2 separate regions of the Sus scrofa genome follow, and region 1 is linked to region 2. Evidence: chromatin contacts called from public HiChIP or PLAC-seq data. All regions are on one chromosome and are shown on one strand. The core of a region is the stretch at or near the end of the contact, and the rest is flanking DNA. Distances in the headings are between cores, read along the strand shown. Region 1 overlaps ARSB (arylsulfatase B). Region 2 overlaps LHFPL2 (lipoma HMGIC fusion partner-like 2).

The links. HiChIP or PLAC-seq counts read pairs in DNA pulled down with a chosen protein or histone mark.
Region 1: a contact with region 2 is called in an H3K27ac HiChIP or PLAC-seq map of skeletal muscle. The contact joins two enhancer-like sites. A contact is called at or near these places in 1 of 47 Hi-C or Micro-C datasets (embryonic fibroblasts) and 1 of 2 datasets of contacts at active chromatin or transcription factors (skeletal muscle).

The regions. Positions count from the first base shown.
Region 1 is chr2:87,635,103-87,641,013 of Sscrofa11.1, reverse strand. All of the region lies in intron 6 of ARSB (arylsulfatase B), which reads left to right. Among named protein-coding and RNA genes, the nearest start is that of LHFPL2, 140 kb to the right of the region's middle. Within about 2 kb of position 2,648, at least 12 of the 83 cell types and tissues checked have an H3K27ac peak or open chromatin away from gene starts, as enhancers often do. A contact at or near this core is called in skeletal muscle, where this site is marked.
Region 2 is chr2:87,340,636-87,345,719 of Sscrofa11.1, reverse strand. The region is part of intron 4 of LHFPL2 (lipoma HMGIC fusion partner-like 2); the gene reads left to right. Among named protein-coding and RNA genes, the nearest start is that of SCAMP1, 130 kb to the right of the region's middle. Within about 2 kb of position 1,364, at least 13 of the 83 cell types and tissues checked have an H3K27ac peak or open chromatin away from gene starts, as enhancers often do. A contact at or near this core is called in skeletal muscle, where this site is marked.

The sequences.
Region 1 (5,911 bases), core at 1,399-3,898, 290 kb before region 2:
TCTGTGAAAGTAGAACCACCCACTCTGTCTCCTCTCCTGGATCTGCTCTGAAAGCATCTATTAATTACAGCTTCCATGTCTGCCTCTGGCTGTTCATTTTAGTGTATTAAGTATCTAAGTATCAGTGGCTGTTGTCAAGAGATTTCCTCTGATCCCTCTGAACTCTCACCCTTTGCCTCCCAGTGGCTGTTGCACACTGCTTATGAAGTCAGATTTGTTCCATGGCTTCCGTTTCTTCCATCACAAGAAAATCCGGTGCCGTCCCACCTTCCTCTCCTCTCTGACTTACTCTCTCCTTTCATCAGGGAAGCTTATGTGATTACATTGACCAGATCCTCTAACCTCCATGGCAGGTGGGTTTGGAGCGGGTGGCAAAGCAATTAGAAGATGAACTAGTTTCCACCTAAGCCAGAGTGAAACTCTCTTTTTCTTTCCAGCTCACAGTTTGAATTGCATCTATGTGAGCCCTGACTAATCCTGAGAGTGCACCTTTCCCCTGGCCTTTCTGTTTCTTTTGGCAGGAGTCTAACGCTGCATATATCTTAGGTGAGCTCCTTGAAACTAAGGAGCATTTCTTTCTATTCGCAAAACATTAATGGCTAAAGAGACTTAGGGCCATCTGGGCACTCCGCTTATACCCTTGACTCAGCAGGACTGTCAGGCATCCTGTCTGGTTCTGCCGGCTGCCTTGAAGTGCAAGGGTCAGACCCCTGAAACAAGCAATAGGCCCTTTGCTAGAGCCAGAGCTCCTGACCTGCAGAGGATGGCGCTGGAGCACAGTTCCCAGTACCTAGTAGATGCTTAATAAATACTCACTGAATGGAATAACCCACTTCCTGACATGGCACCAGGTATAGTGTCTATGCTCAAAAAATACATGTTGAAGTATGAATAAATTACTGGGTTTCATAGAGGAGGCGTTCCAGCCTCATTTGAACCTCTGGAAAGGCCGGGGGCTGGATAAAACAGGAAAGCAGCCATAAGCAGGGAAGCAGATGGCTGATGCAGGCCCTCCAGCCAAGGAGACCAGCACTTTTCTGTGGGAACTTGGATGACCTGACCCCAAGAAAGCTTTGCAAGAGTGGAGCAGGCAGGACAGTGCAAATCTAGGGCTTCCTCTGCTCCTCTGGCATTCTTCACAGCAGCACCTGCTTTGCTGTGCCAAGCCCAGTGGCAGCCATTTCAACAGCCCAGGAATTAGCTCCTGATCAAGGGAAGCAGAAACGTGTGTGGAAATCACTTTTTAGCAGCGACAATTTCTTTTGGAAAAGCCCCCGTAAGCTGCCGACTTTCTCTCAAGTGTTCCAATAGATACCAGAGGACTGACAAGCCCGTCTCACCATATTAATACAAGTGTCCCCTGTGCGCAGGGAACCAGATGATGGTGAATTGTCAGTTTCGGGGCTGGAGCCCAGCTCCCACATGCGAGCGGAAACACTCTCTGTGAGAGCAGAGCAATCCCATGGGGAGAGGCAGATGCCACTTTCCAGGTCCCAGGGTGTCTGCTCTTTATTCCTCTGAGGCAAGCTCTTTATCTCATCCGCGTAAGCACTTGTTTCACTTTCAGGCGAGCAAACACAACCAAATATGGACGTAGATGTGTCCTCCTCATCCTTACAAACAGCCCTCCTCCTTCTCTTTAACCATCCAGGAGAACAGATGCTGGAGTTAACATCTTAGGAGTTCATCTAAATCCATCACAAGAACTTCATGAGGTACCCTCTGAAGGAGCAATAGGACTGCAGGTTCATCCTGGCCAGTTTCCTTCTCAGCTATCAGTGCCAACAGAAGAGAGCACACGTTTTCAGCAGGACCTAGTGCAGAGCTGGATGCCTAACCAGCATCCCACCTTGGCCACCAGTTTAGGTCAGGGAGCTAAACGTCCACGTCCTCATCTCTGCAAAGGGGAGCTCACGTTACACGACCTCTAAAGCCCCCTGGGAGTTCTACCATTCTTCATCCTATAGGAATTATCTCCTTGATTGTTTTAGTGTCTTTTCTCTAAATCTGATTCTTTTGGGGGTGTGAGATTGAATTGAGATACAGGTGCTGCCCCCGCATGTGAATTTCCCAAAAGGGGTGCTTGGCCAGCTGCCAAGTCTCCATCTGGCCCCACTTAGCTCCCTCTCAAGTCTAACCAGCCCTGGGAGCTCCAGCTCACTCACTTATGCAGTAATGTTTATATGTACCCCATGCTCGGTGCTAGTGCACAGTATGTTGCTGAATAGGTCTCTGCCTTTTATGGATCTTATACTTTTAGGGGGAGACATACGAACAAAGAAATAGATAATTGCAGACTATAATGTGGATTACAAAAGATTAACAGGGCTTGACCTAATTTCATTTCAGAGGTCAAAAAAGGCCGCTCTGAGAAAGTACTGTTTGATCTGATGCCCAGAAACGGAGTTCATCAGGCAAAGAGTTGTAGAAAGTGCTCTAGGGACTGAAGTTCCCTTGTGGTGCAGCAGCTTAAGGATCAGGCGTTCTCACTGCAGCAGCTCGGGTCGCTTTGTGGTGCAGGTTGGCCCAGGAACTTCCAGAGGCTGCAGCAAAAAAGAAAAGAAAAAAAAAATGTACTCTAGGGAGAGGGAGGAGCAGATGCAGAGGAAAGGGCTGTTCCAACAGAGCTTAGTGTGTGCAAAGAACTGAAAGAAACCAGTGTGGTTGGAGCATACGGAGGGGATGGGTAAGAGAGAAGGGATGGATTTGCTAAGGAACGCTGGCTGCCGGCACAAACCTAAACTTGGTGATAATCCAGACAATGCAGACGTTTCTCATTCGCATAGAGGCCAAGGCGGGTGTATTCCTGAGCAATAGACAGCGCATCCCAGTGGGGCTTCGGGGACCACAGCTCCTTTCATCTTTGGCTCTGCCATTTTTCATGAGCTGCCAAGGCCAGCACACCTGTCTACACAGCACATTGTGCACAGAGGACTTTCTAGGCCCGGGCCTGCCTGGACATTGTGCTCCTACTCTGTCCGCATTCCGCTGGCACAGAACTAACTACAAGGAGGCCAGGAAACGTGGGACTGTCATTCCTCAGGAGGAACCAGAGCAGATCACACAGGCCCTGTGGGCCGCAGTGCAGAGCTTAGGCTCTATTCCTCCAGCACCTGCGGTATATCCACTGTCACGTCTAAAGCTCCATGTTCAATTGCTTATGTCACACAATATGTCTAAACCTAATTCATCATCCCCCTGAAAATGCAACCTCTCCCCTGCAGCCCCCGTATCTGCCTTTTCTTTCAGCGATGCCGTTCCAGACCTCAGAGTGCTTTTTTTTCCTGCTCTGTTGTTTATGGACTTTCTGGGCTATCTCAGTGCTTGCCCAGTGAGGCCCTTTGATGGGGGGTTCTTCTGGCTCTGCAGCAGAATGCTAATTTACAGAGTCGCCATGTGCGGGACCCCCACCCCCATGATGGGTATTCCTGGCTGCAGTGTTTTCACAGGGCTAAGTCATCTGGGAAGCTTAATAATCAGGTCATGGCAAGCAGGGAGATGAATCTTTCCAAAATGTGCCTTTCACGCCTGCTCACAATAATGTTACCGGCTTCCGGTTACCTACTAAACAAAAGGGCCATCTTCTACAGTTTCCGGGAACTGCATCAACCGACCCTTTTCAAACTGTTCTTATTCAGTCCCACCTCCAGCCAGCTGGCATGTCCAACTCTCCTCCAGAAGCCAACAGAATTAGTGAATTCCCATCTCGTACTAGTCCCCTCTGCCTGGGACAGCCTCTTTCTGCCCATCCCCAACTCCGAATCCTACCCAGTTGTTCAGGGCCACTGCTCATGCTCAAGTGTCACCTTCTCTGGGAAGCCTTCCTCTCCCCACCAACTAGAAAATAAGCCTTCTGACTTTTACAGCCCTGTAACACTGCCCAAACCCCTATGCCTCGTGGTTTGCAAAGACTAGGTGCTTAATTAATGTTTAAGTATTAACATTGTATCTTACCACTCCCTTGGCACTGGGCAAGTAGTGCCTTCTATTGACATCCTTCCAGTTCGTTCTAAACTTCTGGACTAGAGCTACTTTTCTTGACATATAAACATACCTGGCATGTCCTCAAAAAAAGAAGTAATTAATTTAGCGCTTTTCTATTATTCATGTAACACATGGTGCTTTCAATGTAGCAGATGTCCAGAACACTCTTTTTTGATTTCTTGTGGTTGTGGTCATTGTTGCTATTGTTTGAATATATAATCACTTCTAAACTGTAAAGCCAGGGAGTTCTCGTTGTGGCTCAGCGGTAATGAATCCGACTCGTATCCATGAGGTGTGGGTTCAGTCCCTGGCCTCTCTCAGTGGGTTGCTGTAAGCTGTGGCTCGGATCCTGTGTTGCTGTGGCTGTGGCGTAGGCCAGCAACCGCAGCTCTCATTTGACCACTAGCCTAGGAATTTTCATATGCCACAGGTGCAGCCCTAAAAAGACAAAAATAAAAAATGTGTAAAGCCAGAGCCAGTTAATGGAGGATGCTCTTTCTGGGGCTTTTTCCAGCCCCAAAGGAAGACCCTCAGGCAAAATATTTGATGGGAGACCGTGCCTGCCAGCGATTCTCTACCCGTCTGTAGGCAGCTTCCTACTTTGTTTCTTCTGTCTGTAGGAGGCTGACTCTGGGTGAGTCATGAAGAGTTCAATTGCAAATAGTCCTATTTTCCTATTTACAATCTTTCCTCTCTCCCCCCACCACCTGGAAGAAAGACATCATAGGGAGTAAAGGTATTACCCTGGAGGTCTGTCTTTTAGATTTTCAGTGTTATCAAGATTTTTCACGTGAAAAATTATGCAAGAACCAGAAGAGCACATCAGACCACATGACCTTATTTGCAGAATCTCCCTGGCTCTGTGGGGTTTGGATCACCTAAACCATTGTAGAGAAGCCTCTGATAGGATAGCTGGCCCCGCCATTCATTCCATCTCTAAATCTGCTTGCCTCTAAATACTCTTGAGTCAGATGGGACATTTCGAACTATCTTGTTTTTCTCCCCGTCTTAATTGGTTTTCCATAGGCAGGTCCCAGAAGTGGGGCTTTGCTGTACACATCCTCCTGTACGGCGAGCGGGCTGGCACTAGTATCAGAGGGAGAGGAAGAAGTGGGGAGCGCCATTTAGCATTAAGCCCCTCCCACCTGCTTTGAGCTTCCCAAAGGCAGCCTGACTTTTAGGAAAAGAGTGTCCTCTGCCCTTTCTGTGGCATGCTTCAGGAGCTGTGTCAGGGGCCTACCAGCCAGCGTTCTTCAGGAAGCACTTTCAGGATGATGGGGGCGACAGTGGACATGGGGTTTTCCAGGAGAGGACTGAGACTTCAGGAACCTCCGGGTGTCTGTCCGGTGGACTCCTGAATCAAGCTGCCAATTCAAATCAGCCTCTGCGGATTCATGACTCTTTCAGGCGGGTGCTCTCTGGAGCTGAACCGTTCCAAGTTGATCGGAAGAGTGGTTGGGACCTCTTTAGCATTTCATTCTAACTCAGTTGGAGAGCAAACACAGCATCTTTGCTGACTCTCTCGGATGCCTTCCCAGCTTTCCGTGGAAGGAGAGAATGTGATCTGAATCCTGGTTCCTGTGAGAACCTGAGCGTCTCAAAATATAAAACATCCTTAGCTGCAGCTGGGCTGCTGCCAAGAACTGGGATAGTCTAGAAAGAGTTGTCTCAAATGTTTGCTTTTTTGCCTTTGGCAGGCAGCACCTAGTAGCCCTCATTTCAGTGATTACAGGGTTTGTGCGACAGGCTGGGGTTTGGGCCATGGACTGGCCATGCTGTGGAGGGCTGTCCTTGGCAGAGTGCCAACCGGCTTCAGGATTCTGCACTGTAATTGTTGCCACTGCTGCCCCAGTTGGAGCTCCCGGGGTCGGGAGGGCGGGATAACAAGATGCCCAGAGGGGCCAGGCCCGCCTGACAACCATTATAT
Region 2 (5,084 bases), core at 115-2,614:
GGTCACAGCAATGCCAGATCCTTAACCCACTGAACAAGGCCAGGGATTGAACCTGCAACCTCATGGTTCCTAGTCAGATTTGTTAACTACTGTGGCACGACAGGAACTGCCAACAACTCTTGACTATTAAGCTAGTCCCGATAGCAGGATTTGCCCTCAAGGCCTCACCTAATGGTAGACATCCAGCTGACTCCCAGCTGACACTTGTGCACAGATGCCCTGGCTGTTCAGTACTCATAGCAGCAGTGAGAGCTCAAGCCTCACCTGCCTTGGCTCAGCCCTGACCTCACCTAAAAGTGGCTGTGAAATATTGACCAGTTTACCTCGTCTCTAAGCCTGTTTTCTCACTTAAAAATGGGTATAATAGTAGTTCACACCTGTCTTAAGGATTAAATTAGAAAAATATGTGAGAAAGGTTTTTAAGCACAGTGGCACATAGTAAATAGTAAGTGGTGGTAAATATAAGCTATATGATGATTATGATGATGGAAATATTTCAGGTACTAAAGTACATTTTTTTGTGTTTCCTATAGTTGTTGCATTCTAAGGACTAGGGGTATCTTTTATGGACTTTAGAATTGCCCTTGTTCTATTGAAATCAGACATGATTTCATCATACACAGCCATTCCCTGGCCTCCCAGTAGCAGTCCTGGGGCTCCGATGTGCCTCTGGGTGTCCTCAGGCATTTTTTTTTTTTTTCCCCAAGCTGAATTGACAGGAAAGCAAAGAACTTCGTCCTCTCACGCCTCTTCCCTGACACATACATTCTCCATTCCTTTCCTTTCTGGAGGCAGCTTCTAGCGGTTGAGTTGCAGGTTCTCAGGCTCCCCTTGCAGAATAAATCACAGGCTGATAGGTCTTCACTGGGTGAGGATTCGCCCAGGACTTCTGGCAGAACCAGAAACACACATAGCCCTCTGGGATTCATTACAAAAGCTGGGGAATCGGCCAGCAGGGTCATCTGTCGCCAGCTGCCTTCCTTAGGCTGTGACCTGGATGTGCTCCACAGTGAGAGTGTAGATGCACATATCCAGGTTTTCCATGACAGCATCGAGCAGTTTGGGTTTGGAAATGCTTGGAGGTCCCTCTTAGAAGTATGCGGACTCTAAGACCCTCTCAGGGACTCAGGTTTGGGACAGAGCCATCACAATGAGATCAGGAGTTGGCTTCGGCGCTGGCTGGGACTGTTCCAGTGGGGTCGCCACGAGGGTTGCAGCAGCTGCCTGCTGCCTTCCAGTCCTGCACATGCTCGTGCGCTGCTTGGCGTTTGGTTGGCTCTCACGCTCTCTAGCCCCTGTACCCCCTGTCTACACCCGTTTCAGCCCAACAGGATGGCCCCAGCAAACCGCCATCGGTGTGTCTGGAGAGGTGGCGATGGGGCGGGGCTCTGCTCTGGCTGGGTTCAAGGCCCGCTCTCGCTGGCAGTAGCTCGGGAGCTTGCTTCTTGGAAGCAAGCCATGATGGAGGGCGAAGGAGAACAGTGCAGAAAAGGAAAGGAAAAGAGTCAGAGGAGAAGACTCCGAGGGAGAAGACAAGCTGAGGGTTTTGTTTTGGGGGCTGGTGGAATGGCTCTGCTTCGGCGGGCCCGTGACATGCACGTGATCACTGTTTGGGGCTTGGCACCCTCGTGGCTGTGTTTCACAGGGCGAAAGATAACCTTAGCGTCAGAAGATAAAGGCAGCTCATCCTGGTCGCTGCATCCATTTTGACTTTTCCCAAACCTGACCTGTTCACTCCCAAGCCAAAAAATCAGGTCATCACTGGAGAGGAGAGAAGTAAGAACAGAGCTTGGGAAGCGTAGGGAGAAGGCAAGAGATGCTTGCCTCTTCCAGAAGCCTGGCCCCATTTGATACCTGAGAAATTCACCTGGCTCTCTCTGAGAAGGCGATGTGACCTTGGTTGCCCAACTTCAAAATGCCTTCAAAGGAAAGGCATGAGGAAAGTAAAGGGAGCACCCCCTGCTCCTCCTTCTTAGAACAAGGCACCAGAAGCTTCCAGCTTGTCCAGAGGAGGCGCCAGATTCCTGGCCTTCCACACGGCCCCTCCACCAGAAGTCAGGCCTAGCAGTTCTCTGTCTGCGTCCATTTAAGAGTACTGCTGATGATGACAATTTACCAGTTCCTCGTTGAGGAAAACTAAAGAATGCAGAGATATTATAAGGCGGGCCAGAATTAAATTTCAATTCAAGGAGCTTTCATTGGATGCCCACTAAATTCAACGGCCTTAGACTCAGGTCTACAACTTCCTGAGTTTCTGCTCACTAGCCATTTCAGAGAGCCACTGCCTCAGAAGCTGCCTCCTAGAGAAGAAGGGGGAAAAATGTATCATGTATAAAGGGAACAAAAGAATTCAACTGTATCATTAGAGGAAAAACTACTGCCTAAGAGCAAGTGGACCAAGAAGGTATTAATTTGAGTAAATCTACAGACAGAGCTCTCTTAAAGAATCAGTTGGAAAATGTAGAAGGAAATTGCAAACTCTCTTAAAATTTAGATGTAATTTGCAATTGATATGCAAATAAAAAGTGTTTTGCTATGGTAACCACTTAATTGCAGACATAAATTATCATGGAGCCATGGGTGATCTATGTTCAAATTCCAGTAAAAAATAATTGCTTAAGTATGGCTCTGAGTATTTACACAGGCAGTTCAAGGCCCTCTGTTTTAAGAGCTTAATGCAGTGGTGGTATTCTTCTAAGCTGTCGCATCATTTCAGAAGTAATCTGTCTCCTATGAAGAACTACACTTCACAACATTGTAAATTAACTATAATTCAATTAAAAAAAAAAAACTGCACTAACCAGCCATAAATATGAGTTCAGTTGTTGTATAGAGGCTTCCCAATGGCTTTATTACATGGCCTACAACCTCTTTTTTTAAAAATTAGCTCCTAGTAGAGATGAAATCTAAAATAGACATATTGAGAAAATGAAGCCAGGATTTTAAAACTTTAAGCCAAAATATTTAGTGGCTATGTCTTTAGAGTTTAGAGGCCAACCCCAGGGTTCTAGCGTTAAAAAGATGGCACCTACTTTGTGGCAGGAATTATTTAACATTATCTGGATCCCCAAACTTGAGCAGGCAAGAAATTATTGTCCTGAAGATTTCAGAGCTTAATAATTAAACATTTTAGGTGTCTTATTCTACTATACACTGCATTTTATTTCAACAGCTTATTTTGAGTTATCAGTGTATTTTGGTTGCAGTCAAATAGGAGTTCTTTCTAATCCTACATATTGGATAAATAATTTATCAAGAAATATTTTATAAATTTCTTCCAGTTGCATAGAACAGTTTAGGAGACAGCTTCTCACTTGGAATGTGAAGTAAAATTTTATCACTAACTCAATAGGGAGGAATAATCTGACTGAATTAGTTTGTTGGGATGCATTTTAACAAGTAAGAGTTACGGCTTCGGAAACTGCCAGTGCAGTAATTTGCATATTAACGTGAATCATTGCTGATAAAGGCTTAGAGAGGCTTCAACATGGAAGAAATTGCATCTTTCTTATGGATTGTTTCCCCCACATATTCTGGAGGCATCTGACAATTCTTAATTGACGGTCATTAATTTTGAGTAATTAGAACAGAAACGTCCTCGGGGGGCCTTGGCAGTAAGGTCTTTTTATGACAACTATGCCCTGATTGTCTTCCAGAGAATTCTCTTTATTGCTCTGTCATCCATTCTCCCTCATTTTTCTTGCTAATTATAATTCCATGGAAGTGTTTTTAGTAGAAAACAAGTACCCTACTAGACTCCTCCAGGGAAATGGCATAAGCATTAACACAAGCTTTAAAAAAAATTATTGACACTCAATTCTTCACTTTTCCTCTCCTTCCCCTCGGAACATCATGTTGGTTAAGAACCTCTAATGTTATTGATCATGTACCAAAATGACATGTAGCTGTAATCGGCTCTGCAAAGACACTGTGGTTATCAGCTGAAAACCCTTTTCATTACCAATGAACCCCTTGACCTCCCATTTCTGGTCTAGCCTACAAAGCAGAGTTATTACATGTCAAAGTTGGGCCCAGTCTAGCTTGTCCATAAACTTGAAACTTGAAACTTTAAAATGAAGTACAGTGAAAAAAAAGGTTCAGATTCTGGATTCCAAGGAGACAAAGAATTCAGAGCCTCTTTATTCCGTACCGTGTTACTTGCACAGTAAACAAGCAGGCTTCTTAGAAAGGTGTCCTTATTCTAAAACACATACACACACACCCACACTCACACCCCCAGCAGCAACATCTCACCCAGTAGTTAGTTCCTACTTTCAAACAAGCACTGGTCCACTCTAAGGTTTTATAGACTGAAAAAAAAAAAAAAAAAAAAAAGTTGTAAGTAAAGTTTTGTTTGGGGCAAAATGAGGACTGTGGCCCGGGAGACAGCATCTCAGCTCTGAGGAAGTGCTCTGAGGAGGTAGGTGGGCAAGACAGCCACTAAGTGGTGTTGGTGTTACATACATCCAGCACACATTTTTGCAGGAGGGTTCTGCTACTTGGGGGAAAGTTACTGCTAGCCACAAAGAGCAGATTCTCTGTTAAGGATTTTAGTGCTTTTCTAGATATGAGAAGGTACAAGAGTTTGGGCGCTCAAAATCTTCTGAAAACACCTAATGCTCTGTAAGCCTGTTCTGCCTGTTTTTCCAAGAGCACAGAGGGCCTCATCCGTGATCTCTGCCCTGAACTCCTTTCAGGGTTTGTCGAAGGTCTGCGGCTACAGTGGCTAGTGACTTAATCCTCATAGAGGCAGATGGCAAGTGACAGCTTGCAGTTGGCAGTTGCCTCCAGTCCAAGAAAAATAAGGACAATGCAGTAAGATTTCATAGCGCTAAATGTATTCAATTTCAAGAACTGCCCTGTAATCTCAGATTACATCTTTTATCCTTTTTTGTGTTCAAATACCCTTTCTTTTACGAAATGATAATGAAAGGAGATAATGGTTGTTTTTAGTGCCCTTATATTAGCAAAACAGAAAATACTGACTACCTAGTAATTTTTCTGGCTATTGCGCTAGCGTCTTAAAGTCCAAAAGCCTAGAATCTCTCTTCTAGAATATGAGCAAGGGTGTGACTTGTGGCTTT